Linked DNA regions of Xenopus laevis: region 1 is linked to region 2. Evidence: chromatin contacts called from public Hi-C data. All regions are on one chromosome and are shown on one strand. Each heading gives the region's core, a stretch centred on a gene start, on an enhancer-like site or on the middle of the called end of the contact. The rest is flanking DNA. Distances are from core to core; before and after follow the strand shown. Region 1 overlaps LOC108702554 (glycylpeptide N-tetradecanoyltransferase 1). Region 2 holds the start of plcd3.S (1-phosphatidylinositol 4,5-bisphosphate phosphodiesterase delta-3).

What was found. Hi-C and Micro-C count contacts between places; a contact is called where the count stands out from the background.
Region 1: a contact with region 2 is called in a Hi-C map of the XL177 cell line, with 4 times the contacts expected there. The contact joins the enhancer-like site here to the promoter of plcd3.S in region 2. A contact is called at or near these places in 2 of 4 Hi-C or Micro-C datasets (the XL177 cell line and the XTC cell line).

The regions. Positions count from the first base shown.
Region 1 is chr9_10S:5,614,147-5,621,036 of Xenopus_laevis_v10.1, reverse strand. LOC108702554 (glycylpeptide N-tetradecanoyltransferase 1) reads left to right here. Exons shown (of 12, transcript XM_041578888.1): 6 at 741-857; 7 at 3,626-3,796; 8 at 4,013-4,121; 9 at 5,312-5,482; 10 at 5,560-5,727; 11 at 6,556-6,693. Among protein-coding and RNA genes, the nearest start is that of cdc27.S, 10 kb to the left of the region's middle. Within about 2 kb of position 5,521, at least 1 of the 7 cell types and tissues checked has an H3K27ac peak or open chromatin away from gene starts, as enhancers often do.
Region 2 is chr9_10S:5,573,958-5,580,338 of Xenopus_laevis_v10.1, reverse strand. It overlaps plcd3.S (1-phosphatidylinositol 4,5-bisphosphate phosphodiesterase delta-3), which reads right to left and starts at 3,333. Exons shown (of 15, transcript XM_041578601.1): 1 at 3,006-3,333. The coding sequence starts at 3,135.

The DNA of each region.
Region 1 (6,890 bases), core at 4,272-6,771, 39 kb before region 2:
TGAGCCCCACAGGAGCTATTCATTTTATCCAAAGGGATCTTCATAATTTATTGGAACCTTCCAACCACTAACCATTGGATCCGACCATGTTCAGCCAGAGAATTCCTCGTAGGCAATTCTAGAAACATTGATAACGCCCAATGGGTAACAATGTTTTAACCATAATTGAGAGATCGCTTATCCCAAGCTCTTTCACATTTTATTTCGAAATTTCCTTTTTTTCCTGTTTTTTTTTTTTTAATACACTGATAAAAGGTGGTTTTAGAATTTGGATACATAGTTTTTAAAAATTTGGATGTATACTATTAATGTTGTAACAATTGTATCACTATGGGCGACTGTTCTATGCTTAGCCCACTGTGAGACGTTAGGAAGTGATGAATATTCCTCTGTATGCCTAAGATTAAGGGAATGTTTTCCCGAAACGCATAAGGCGGTGCTTGTACCTTAAATTGCTACAATAAACCTACTCATATTCATCCGGAGTGCCGTCTATATTGCTCTTTTCGATCTACGAACAGAGGTGGCCGCGATCCTACGGGATTTTTAACCCTGCCCGGTTGACATCTGGCCAGATATCGATCAGAGAAGCCCACCGGAGGGCCACACGTATGGGCTGAAAAGCTGCTGACTCGGCCTGTCTGCAGCTTTTATGGGCCCGTGTATGTCCAGCTTTAGAGAAGTAGTCAGGGCTGTACCAGGCAGTAGGATTGATCCAAACGTTCCTTCCTTCTCCCCAGGGCACTGAGACCTCCTGGATGGCTTCCCCAGTGGCACTGTGGTGTAAGAGTGATTTCCAGTAAGAAGCTGGTGGGATTTATTAGTGCAGTCCCAGCTGCAATGCATATCTATGACATGTAAGTATTTCTTTTACTTTACATTAAAGGGGAACTATCATGAAAAGGAAAAGTAAATATCAACTTCATCATACTGAAATAAGAAACTTTATTAATACAATCAATTAAATATTCTGCATTGTTTCTGAAATAATCAAGTTTATCTTCATTATTCCTCTCTCAGCATCTGTTTCTCTTCATTCTGTCTTCATGCAGCAGTTGGGTGTCAGATATTCATTGACAGTTAGATCCAATATATCTTATAGGGGGGGGGGGCTCCTGTAACAAAATAACTGCCTTTTGCACAAATCCTGCATGTAGAGAGACATGATGTCTGGTGATTTTAATAGAGTGAGATCTAATACATCTTCTAGGTAAAAGATGAATGATCCAATATATCTTATAGGGGGGCTTCCTTTCCTAGCAGATGAATTAGAGCTCACTCAAATAACTGATTCCAGTACAAACAAAATAACTGCCTTTTGCACAAATCCTGCATGTAGAGAGACATGATGTCTGGTGATTTTAATAGAGTGAGATCTAATACATCTTCTAGGCAAAAGATGAATGATCCAATATATCTTATAGGGGGGCTCCTTTCCTAGCAGATGAATTAGAGCTCACTCAATAACTGATTCCAGTACAAACAAAATCTAACAAAATAACTGCCTTTTGCACAAATTCTGCATGTAGAGAGACAGGGTTTTTTTTAATATGATAATTTTTATTGAAAAATCAAATGTGGTACAGTGGGTAAAGTACATTCACATATTCAGTGCTAATGTTCTGTACAGATATCCCAACATAGTAAACTCTATAACAAATATTCGCCAAATGGCGTCTGGGGTTATCCCAGAGATTGTAGGGGAGAGGGGAGCAGGATCAAGAAATAGAGGTAAAGGTGAGAAAAGGAACAAAGGGAGGAAAAAAAAGGGGGGGGTTAGGAGATTGTTATGAGCTTTATAACTCTCTGTTTCTTTGAAGGATAGCCATCTCCACCAGAAAGCCATGAAGTTTGTTTTGCTCCTCTGTGCTCACCGAGAGCTCCTCAAAAATATACAACTCTTCTATTTTGGCAAACAAATCTTTCACTGTTGGTATCTGCCTGGATTTCCAGTGCAGAGGAATAAGATACTTTGCTGCATTGAAAAGAAATGGCTCTATGGAATGCTTAAACGTTGAGATAGGCTTCTCCATGTGGAGCAACAGGTAGTAGGCAGGCTGTCTATCAAGTGTATTGTTTAAGATTTCTTCAGATAAGTCAATTATGCGGTCCCAGTATGTTTTTATCATGGGGCAATCCCAGAAAATGTGTAGCATTGTGCCTTTGTCTTTGAGGCATCTCCAGCACAAGTCAGAGGTATAGGCGCTTCAATTTTACAGGAGTCCTGTACCAGTTGGTGAGAATTTAAAGGGATCCTGTCATCGGAAAACATGTTTTTTTCAAAACGCATCAGTTAATAGTGCTACTCCAGCAGAATTCTGCACTGAAATCCATTTCTCAAAAGAGCAAACAGTTCTTTTTATATTCAATTTTGAAATCTGACATGGGGCTAGACATATTGTCAGTTTCCCAGCTGCCCCATGTCATGTGACTCGTGCCTGCACTTTAGGAGAGAAATGCTTTCTGGCAGGCTGCTGTTTTAGCTTCTCAATGTAACTGAATGTGTCTCAGTGAGACCTGGATTTTACTATTGAGTGTTGTTCTTGGATCTACCAGGCAGCTGTTATCTTGTGTTAGGGAGCTGTTATCTGGTTACCTTCCCATTGTTCTTTTGTTTGGCTGCTGGGGGGGAAAAGGGAGGGGGTGATATCACTCCAACTTGCAGTAAAGAGTGATTGAAGTTTATCAGAGCACAAGTCACATGACTTGGGGCAGCTGGGAAATTGACAAAATGTCTAGCCCCATGTCAGATTTCAAAATTGAATATAAAAAAATCTGTTTGCTCTTTTGAGAAATGGATTTCAGTGCAGAATTCTGCTGGAGCAGCACTATTAACTGTTCTTTTCAGCTTGTCCCATATTTTTAGTGTATATGTTATCGTGGGGTGGTCCTTGTATAAGAGTCTTCTGTGAACGTTGTCTATCCAGGGGAGGTGTATTAGATAAGTGCTGGTGTCCTGTTGTTCTAATTTGACCCATATTTTGGCCTCAATATGGTGCGACCAGTCAATAATGCGGTTCAGTATTACAGCTTGAGACAGGGGTTTTGGTGATTTTAATAGAGTGAGCCCTAATACATCTTCTAGGCAAAAGGAGCCCTCACTCACATAACTGATTCCAGTACAAACAAAATCTAACAAAATAACTGCCTTTTGCACAAATCCTGCATGTAGAGAGACATGATGACTGGTGAGTTTAATAGAGTGAGCTCTAATACATCTTCTAGGCAAAAGGAGCCCCCCTATAAGATATATTGGATCTAACTGTCAGTGAATATCTGACACCCAACTCCTGAATGAAGAGAGAATGAAGAGAGAAACAGATGCTGAGAGAGGAATAGTGAAGATAAACTTCATTATTTCAGAAACAGTGCAGAATATTTAATTGATTGTATTTAGAAAGTTTCTTATTTCAGTGTGATGAAGCCTATATTAAATGTTCACAATAGTTCCCCTTTAAATGCAACTTTTTAGTGGTATTCCCACAGACCACTTTTCACTCAATAACGGTAGCCTCCTTCTTGAGATCCTTCACAAAATATTGCGCTTTCTGGGAACTGCGCAGAGTTTTGGTGTAAGAGCGGCACTGGCAGTTTGCGGTAATACGATGTTTTAATCCTTAACTAGAACCAAAAAAATGGTAGAGATCAACTTCCTCTGTGTCCACAAGAAACTGCGCTCTAAGAGGGTGGCGCCTGTTCTGATCCGTGAAATCACGCGCCGCGTCAACCTCGAGGGAATCTTCCAGGCCGTCTACACAGCGGGAGTGGTACTGCCCAAACCTGTGGCTACCTGCAGGTACTGCTTTTCTTCTCAATCAGTATATAGCGAACGTTATCTTTGAAGGGCGTTTTTTGCCTATTTCTTCTCCAGTTCTCGGTTGCTGTCCAACATCTGACTGTATAGCAATCAATGCGTTCAGGACGATACCTTAGATCTCTCTATTCTCGCCCTTCTGCCCCTGATTCTACTGATCATTGCCCCCTTTTCTTTACTCGTGTGACTGTATTGCAGGTACTGGCACAGATCGCTTAACCCACGCAAGCTGATCGAGGTGAAATTCTCTCATCTCAGCCGTAACATGACCATGCAAAGAACCATGAAGTTGTACCGGCTGCCTGAGGTTGGTGCCCTAGAACCTGTGTAAAAACAGTGTCGCAAAAGCTACCAAAGCAGTTTATTGCCAATAGATTAACCACAATAATGCAAACTAGGACACTATATTTATTCTGCAGAATGCTTTACCATACCTGAGTAAACCGCTCTAGAAGCTCTCTCTGCTTAGGATAGCAGCTGCAGTATTAGCTTGGTGGGACATGACTTCCTGCCTGAGTCTCTCCCTGCTCACTCATAGCTCTGGGCTCAGATTACAGCAGGGAGGGGAGGAGAGTGACTAGGAGCAAACTGAGCATGCGCAAGCCCTAGCCCTGGAGGTTTAAGCAGAAAACAGTTAGTCTGATACAGAAGCCCATGAGTACACAATAGAAGGAAAGAAATGTGCTGTTTCTTTTGACAGAGGACTCAGAGCAGCATTACTTTGAGGGTTTATTGGTGTATTTATATAGACCTTTCTGATAAAGCTCACTTAGTTTTAGCCTTTCCTTTAAAGGGATACTGTCATGGAAAAACATGTTTTCTTTTCAAAACACATCAGTTAATAGTGCTGCTCCAGCAGAATTCTGCACTGAAATCCGTTTCTCAAAAGAGCAATTATTTAATTTTGAAATCTGACATGGGGCTGGACATATTGTCTGTTTCCCAGCTGCCCCCGGTCATGTGACTTGTGCTCTGATAAACTTCAGTCACTGTTTACTGCACGTTGGAGCAATATCACCCCCCAGCAGCCTAACAACAGAACAATGGGAAGGTAACCAGATAACAGCTCCCTAACACAAGATAACAGCTGCCTGGTAGATCTAAGAACAACACTCAATAGTAAAATCCAGGTCCCACTGAGACACATTCAGTTACATTGAGTAGGAGAAACAACAGCCTGCCAGAAAGCAGTTCCATCCTAAAGTGCTGGCTCTTTCTGAAAGCACATGACAGGCAAAATGACCCGAGATGCACCTACACACCAATATTACAACTAAATACACTTGCTGGTTCAGGAATGACATTTTATATTGTAGAGTGAATTATTTGCAGTGGAAACTGTAATTTAGAAATAAAAACCATGACAGAATCCCTTTAAACAAATAAGCTGCTGTAATAAGGCACATTCAAATAGAATAATGGGTAAATGGGAGGAGCCTGTTTGTATGAGACCCAAGGGCCAAGACTAATGGAAGAATTGTGCCCTTTGCCTTGTAGACTCCTAAAACAAGTGGCCTAAAGCCCATGGAAGTCCGGCACATCCCGGCTGTGCACAAGCTTGTGTCTCAATACCTCTCGCAGTTTAACCTGGCCCCCGCCATGGACGAGGAGGAGGTCCGGCACTGGCTGCTCCCCCAGGAGAACATCATCGACACATACGTAGTGGAGGTATGGACTCTCATCCCCTGGAAATGCCAAATGTGTGTGCCACAGAATGAATGCATTGATGTTTTACCCTCTTACAGACACCAGAGGGCGAGCTGACGGACTTACTGAGCTTCTACACTCTCCCCTCCACCATCATGAACCACCCCACGCACCAGAGCCTGAAAGCCGCCTACTCCTTCTACAACGTTCACACCAAGACTCCTCTGTTGGACCTCATGAATGATGCACTGATTCTGGCTAAATCTGTGAGTGTCCCACTAATGGTCCCAGACAGGACCGCCATTAGAAATCACAGGGCCCTATAAGACAAAATTTCCTGGGCCCCCTGGGCTGCGCCCACCGCGAGCCCCACCTACAGGTCCGCCCTCCCCACCCGACAGGTCCGCCCCCCACCACCAAATATTGGTGGCTAGGGTTCCCACATGTTAATAAAAAGATATTTGTGGTGAGGGCCCCCTATAAAAAAAAAAACATTAGTGGCCAGCCCCCCCCATTAAAAAATATTGGTGGCTAGGACCCCACATGAGAAAAAAAAATTTTTGGCCAAAATTGGTGACCAGGCCCCCCCCCCCCACACATTATAAGAAAATTGGTGGCCGGGGCCCCTTAAATGTCCATGCCTTCCCGAAGTCAGCAGCTCTCAGAAAGGTGGGGGGCCCGGTTAATCAAGTAAGTGTGGCCTGGCCGGGCCCCCCTTATCCTCGGGCCCCCTACAACTCTCCCCCCTGTCCCCCCCTGATGGCTGCCCTGGTCCCAGATAATGAATCAATCTAGGGATTGGCATCTAAACTAGGGATTTGGCCTTTTTCAGCAGGATTTGGATTTGGCTGAATCCTTCTGCCCGGCCGAACCGAATCCGAATTTGCAAATTAGGGGCGGGGAGGGAAATCACGTGACTTTCTGTCACAAAATAAGGAAGGATAAAATGCTTTCCCACCTCTAATTTGTATATGCAAATTAGGTTTCGGTATTCGGCTGAATCTCTTGCGAAGGATTCAGGGGTTTAGTGGAGTCAGTTCATCCCTAATATAAACCCTGGTGTGTGTTTTGTTTTTTTTTAATTTCTTTTACAGAAAGGGTTTGATGTGTTTAATGCCCTTGACCTCATGGAGAACAAAACCTTTTTGGAGAAGCTAAAGTTTGGTATTGGGGATGGAAATCTGCAGTATTACCTGTATAATTGGAAATGTCCCAGCATGGGGTCTGAGAAGGTGAGTCGCACCCTTAGATGGGCAAGCTGATGTGTAACAATGGAGGCAGCCATTCATGCTGGAGAAAAGATACAGGATACACAGCATATAACAGATAAAACACCACTGTATTCTAGAGGGTTTATCTGTTATGTGCTATGTGTATCCTGTGTTTGAATGGCTGCCCCCATGGCTACACATCAGCTTGTTTATATAAA
Region 2 (6,381 bases), core at 2,084-4,583:
TCTGGAATGCTTATTCCACGTCGGCTGTTAAGTTTAAAGGGGTACAACCAGACAGATGTTTTAGAGGCAGGCTGGAAAAAGGCAGAATAGGAAGGCTATATAGTAAAATAAAAATATCATCATAACACAAGATCACGAAGTGATGCTTTGAATGGGTCTGTTTATAATATTCTGAAAGGTACTATTGAGTGAACTTCCCCTTTAAAAGGCACACTACCCTCAACAATTCCTTTGGATGAATATAGGTGCAGTGCTTTATAGGACAAAGTTATATCTGCAAGCAGAGTTGAAAACACCTTTACGGAATCAGGGGAAAGCCCTGCAAGAAGAATGTTTTATACAGCAACCTAATGCTTCTATTATACAAAGGAGCACCATAATAAAATATATTACATGCCGTTAATGCAATTTACAGTTGTGGTCAAAACGCTCAACACTTGTTCTCTGTGCGGGTTTTGCTTCAGTAAATCCCTGTCCCCAAGAACTTACAATCTAATTTTACCGCACGTTAGAAATTTAATTTAAAAAAAACCGGAATGCGTATTTAGCTTTACAGTTCTACATTTGGGATTTCTCCTGGTTGGTGTAATGTGAAAATCAAATCTTATTACTGTACTAAAGAAATAATGTTTATATTTTATCCAATAGGCTGCCATTATTATGTAATAGCGCCAATGACATGTCCATCTGTCACTGCATGTATTACATCACTGACCATGTGACTCACAGTTATGGCAGACGTGGCACGGCCAAACAATAGAAAATAGCCACAGTCATTGGCTTAGTGTCAGCTGATGAACCACATTGGTGATATATAATAGGAATGGTCATATTAATCTACAATTTACATGGATATATACTTATACAATAACATCCTCCAGCAGCTGGAGTCTCAGATATTAGCCTCTCTCTTTATAGACCAACATTTGGTTGATCAAACTAATTCAATACAATACAACATTTGGTTTAGTTTCCCTTAACTACCAACAAAAGGTATATAACACAGCCATCCTGTTATGTGTATATATATATATATATATATATATATATATATATATATATATATATATATATATATATATATATATGTATCGGATCTATATCGGATCGAGCGGATCTTAACACTATATGCCCACCAAAGGCAGGGCAACATCAGGTTAATCTGATCATTTGGCCCTAGGGCCAATCGATCTGATTATAAGAAGGTAATCGGAGCTGACGGGAGGACCGAAAAAAAATTCAATATGGCCGATTTTTGGCCTGATATCGTTTGGAGAGACCCCTCAGAGTGCCCCCTACATGGGCAGATAAGATGCCAAATCAGTCTAAAGGACCAATATTGCAAGCTTTAATCTGCCCGTGTGTAAGCTTTAGGGCAGAGACACACGCTCAGATTCGGGGAGTTTTAATCACCCAGAAATAAATCGCCTCTTCTTCGGGCCAACTAATCTCCCTGAACTGCCTCCCTCCAGCTAGAATCTAAATTGCCGGTGGGGTGGCACTCAGACCACTTTGTTTTCAGAAGTCGCCCGAAGTTTCCTCATGAGGCAACTTCATATAATGGAGTGCTCCAAATGCCATCACGCCAGCAATTTAGATTCTAGCCGGTGGGAGGCAGTTCGGGGAGATTAGTTGGCCCGAAGAAGAGGCGATTTATTGCCAGGCGACTAAATCGGGAGGCTGTTCGGGTAGATAAGTCCACTTCGTTTTCCAAAGTCGTCTGAAGTTTCCTCGTGAGGCAACTTCAGGCGACTCTAGAAAATGGATTGCTCCAAGTGCCATCCCGCCGGTGATTTACAGTAGATTCTAGCCGGTGGGAGGCAGTTCAGGGAGATTAGCCGCCCCGAAGACTAAATCGCCGGCGGGGTGGCACTCAGACCGCTTCGTTTTCCGAAGTTGCCCAAAGTTTCCTCGTGAGGCAACTTCGGGCGACATTAGAAAACGGAGGGATCCGAGTGCCATCCTGCCAGCGATTTCGATTCTAGCCGGCGGGAGGCAGTTCGGGGAGATTATTCGCCCTAAAGAAGTGGAGATTTGTCACTGGGCGACTAATCTCCCCGAATCTAAGTGTGTGTCTCTGACCTTAGTCTTGTATGAAAATAGAATTAAAGGAGTGAAACTGTTTCCTTTTCAAGACTCATTCTGATCTACATACAAATGGGGAAAGAGTCCCTATCCTTTCCTTGAAATGCTTCATCTGGCAGAAACAATTGACTCCTATTGATTATAAGACTCCTTTGTCTGCATTGACACCCCAGTCAGAAGATTAGGGTGCAGGTTTTGATGTTTTTTTTTTATTTTCGATGTGTCCAGTGGCTCCTCCATCACTCGGCACAGCAACGTACACACCTGCAACATATGATTCCATGGAAAGCAATGGTTGTGCACGTGGCTGCTTATCCAGACAATATTTATACTATTAAAACATAGACATGGGGCATGCTGTGATTTCATCCTGCAACTAAATAAACACTTAAATGAGCTTTATTATAGGACCATGATCACCTAACAAATCAGTTTCTCACCATAGTGCCAGCAAGCTCGGCAGAGCTTTACAATAGTATGCCAAACTGCATTATAATGTCCCCATGACTGTGCATGTACATTTTAACATCAAGACAATAAGTTAATGGAAAAGTCGGGGATCAAGGTAATAATAAAATATAAGTAAATGTCAATACAGCATAAAGTTTTAAGAGGAAGATTCTCCCTGCCCCATAGAGCTTACAATCTCAATGCCTATGCCTTATTGCAGTATTTGAAAACATTTTGTAGGCTGTCACCTATTGGCTAATGTCTACCAGGAATCTGTTTATATTATTAGACCCCAATTAGAAGCAGCCAATCACGGTGCGGCACTGTATTCAGCATCAGCTCCCATAACTGTTTTGCATGTGTTCTTGCAGGACCATTCCCCCCATTCTGCCTCAGTGACACCCACCGACACCCTCTGAAAACGATACCCACTCCCAAATCTCGCAGCCCCTACACACGTCGGGACCTACCCATTTTTTTGAAGGTTTTGAGTCCTTGGCTCTTGACGGGCAGCACTTCTTGCTCCAAAACTTCGGGTTCTGGCTTGTACTTCTTCTTCTTCTTTCTGCCCCCACACATGGTGCCAAATACGCTGGGCATCTCTTGCACCCCAATTCCTTACACCCCAATTCCTTACACCCCAATTCCTTGCACCCCAATTCCTTGCACCCCAATTCCTTGCACCCCAATTCCTTGCCTTTGCTCTCACTCTCCTTGTGTGTCTCTTGCTGGTAACTCTGGTGCCTTTGTGTGAGTTCAGCCCCAGTCCTGCCTCCCTCCCTCGCTCCTCCTTGAACACTGATTTTTTTTTCCCACTCTCTGGCAGCTCTGCTTGACCTGGAATCGCATTTCATCACGGAGCTCACTATTTTAAAGTTGCAGAAACGAGAAAATCCTGCTGGTTGGGGATTAGGCGGTTTCAGTGGGTGTGAATAAAGACCGCATAATTATTGATGGGTTAGTACCATCAACAAATAAAAAAGCTGTATATACATTTGTAGTACAAATATAGCCCGCGGTGAAATAGCTATCCTGCATTTTTATAGCGCCGACATATACCGCAGAGCTTTGCGGAGATGATATAGCAGATATACAGTGGAGCTTACAATCTAAGGTCCCTATCATAGTCACATATCAGGGTTCATTACAAAAGAAGCAAATTAAATTGCCTTTATATTCTTGGAGTGTGGGATGAAACTGAGTACAGGTATGGGATCTGTTATCCGGAATCCTGTTCTCCAGAAAGCTCTGAATTATGGGATGGCCATCTCCCATAGACTCACTTTTAATCAAATAATGCACATTTTTCTAAATTCTTTTTTCTCTGTACAGGTTGGGATGCACCAAATCCACTATTTTGGATTCGGCCGAAGCCCAGAATCCTTCTAGAAAGATTAGGCTGAATACCAAACTGAATCCGAATACTAATTTGCATATGCAAATAAGGTGTGGGAAGGGGAAAACATTTTTACTTCCTTGTTTTGGGACAAAAAGTCACGTGATTTCCCTCCCCACCCCTAATTTGAATACGCAAATTAGGATTCAGATTCGGTTCGGCTGAGCAGAAGGATTCGGCTGGGCAGAAGGATTCGGCCGAATCCTGCTGAAAAAAGCTGAATCTAAAATCTATGCAAATTAGGATTCAGATTCGGTTCGGCTGGGCAGAAGGATTCGGCTGGGCAGAAGGATTCGGCTGGGCAGAAGGATTCGGCTGGGCAGAAGGATTCGGCTGGGCAGAAGGATTCGGCTGGACAGAAGGATTCGGCTTGGCAGAAGGATTCGGCTGGGCAGAAGGATTCGGCTGGGCAGAAGGATTCGGCCGAATCCTGCTGAAAAAAGCTGAATCTTGGCCGAATCCTGAACCGAATCCTGGATTTGGTGCATCCCTAGTACAGGTATGGGATCAGTTAACGTAAAAACCCATTATCCAGAAAGCTCCGAATTACGGCAAGCCCATCTCCCATAGATTATCCAAATAATCCAATTTTTTTTAAAAATGATTTCCTTTTTCTGTGTAATAATAAAACAGTCGCTTGTACTTGATCCCAACTAAGAAATAATTAATCCTTATTGGAAGGGAAACCAGCCTATTGGGTTCATTTCATGTTATTGATTTTCTAATAGAATTAAGATATGAATTAATCCCAATAGGCTGGTTTTGCTTCCAATAAGGATTAATTATATATTATCTTGGATCTGTTTTATTAATACAGAGAAAAAGGAAATAAATTCTTTGGGTGAATGGATTTCCTTAATTCGAGTTTTCTGGATAACGGATCTCATACGATCAATGATATTGATGATAATACAGGTGCTGGGAAGGGAGTCCCTCAATTGCGGTCCCAGTGGGCCCCAAAGGCTCAGTCCAACCCTGGACCTAATTCCGCCTGTCCATATTAATATGTGCCACTTAATCTTTGTTATTGTGTATATTCATTTGTACAGGTATGGGATCCGTTATCCAGAAACCCACTATCCAGAGAGCTCCGAATTACGGAAAGGCAGTCTCCCATAGACTCCATAGACTCCCATAGACTCCATTTTATCTAAATAATCCAAAAATAAATAAATAAATAATATATATATATATATATATATATATATATATATATATATATATATATATAAATAATTACCTTTTTCTGTGTAATAATAAAACAGTAGCTTGTACTTGATCCCAACTAAGATATAATTAATCCTTATTGGAAGCAAAAAGTATGAAGATCCAAATTATGGAAAGATCCTTATCCGGAAAACCCCTGGTCTCGAGTATTCTGGATATCAGGTCCCATACCTGTATTTATAACATTGCTTGCCATTGAATTTGTACCATAAGAGTAATGTAAAACACTATCGCACGTTGTATAGAGAAAATAGGACAAACCCTAGTGCTCCCTCCCATGATCAACCCACTCCCCACACCGAATCCAAACAAGCTTTCTGCCTTCCCCCTTACATATATAAATAAAGAAGTATATATAGAAGTAATTATAGAAGTATATATATATATATATATATATATATATATATATATATATACCTCTTGCAACAGAACCAAAAAAAAGCTTATTCATTGCCATGAAAGTTGCCAAACAGGATCGTATCAGGTTGTCTGGTTCAGTTTGTACTGCAAATAACTGATAAGCTGCTAAGAATACTATTGGTTTAGTAGTAGTTTACTGGTAAGACATTGGAGTCAAATGTCATATATTTTGATTGCAAGCTTTCTGTTACGGCTCTTTGAACAAATAAAGGGTTTAAATACATAGGGGCTGATTCACTAAGCTCGAGTGAAGGATTCGAATGAAAAATACTTCGAATTTCGAAGTATTTTTTTGGTACTTCGACCATCGAATTGGTTAAATTCGTTCGAATTCGAACGAAATCGAACGAATCGAACGAAAAATCGTTCGACTATTCGACCATTCGATAGTCGAAGTACTTGCCCTTTAAAAAAAACTTCGACCCCCTACTTCGGCAGGTAAAACCTACCGAAGTCAATGTTAGCCTATGGGGAAGGTCCCCATAGGTTTGCTAATCTTTTTTTGATCGAAGGATTTTCCTTCGATCGTTGAATTAAAATCGTTCGAATCGTTCGATTCGAACGATTTAATCGTTCGATCGAACGAAAAATCCTTCGATCGTTCGATCGAAGGATTAGCGCTAAATCCTTCGACTTCGATATTCGAAGTCGAAGGATTTCAATTCGAGGGTCGAATTTCGAAGTATTTTTAACTTCGAAATTCGACCCTTAGTGAATCTGCCCCATAATGTCAAATAAGGTTGTTCTTGCAACCTGCTGCAATATTGGGGTCTGTGCAATTATTTTAAAGTGCAGACTAGTGT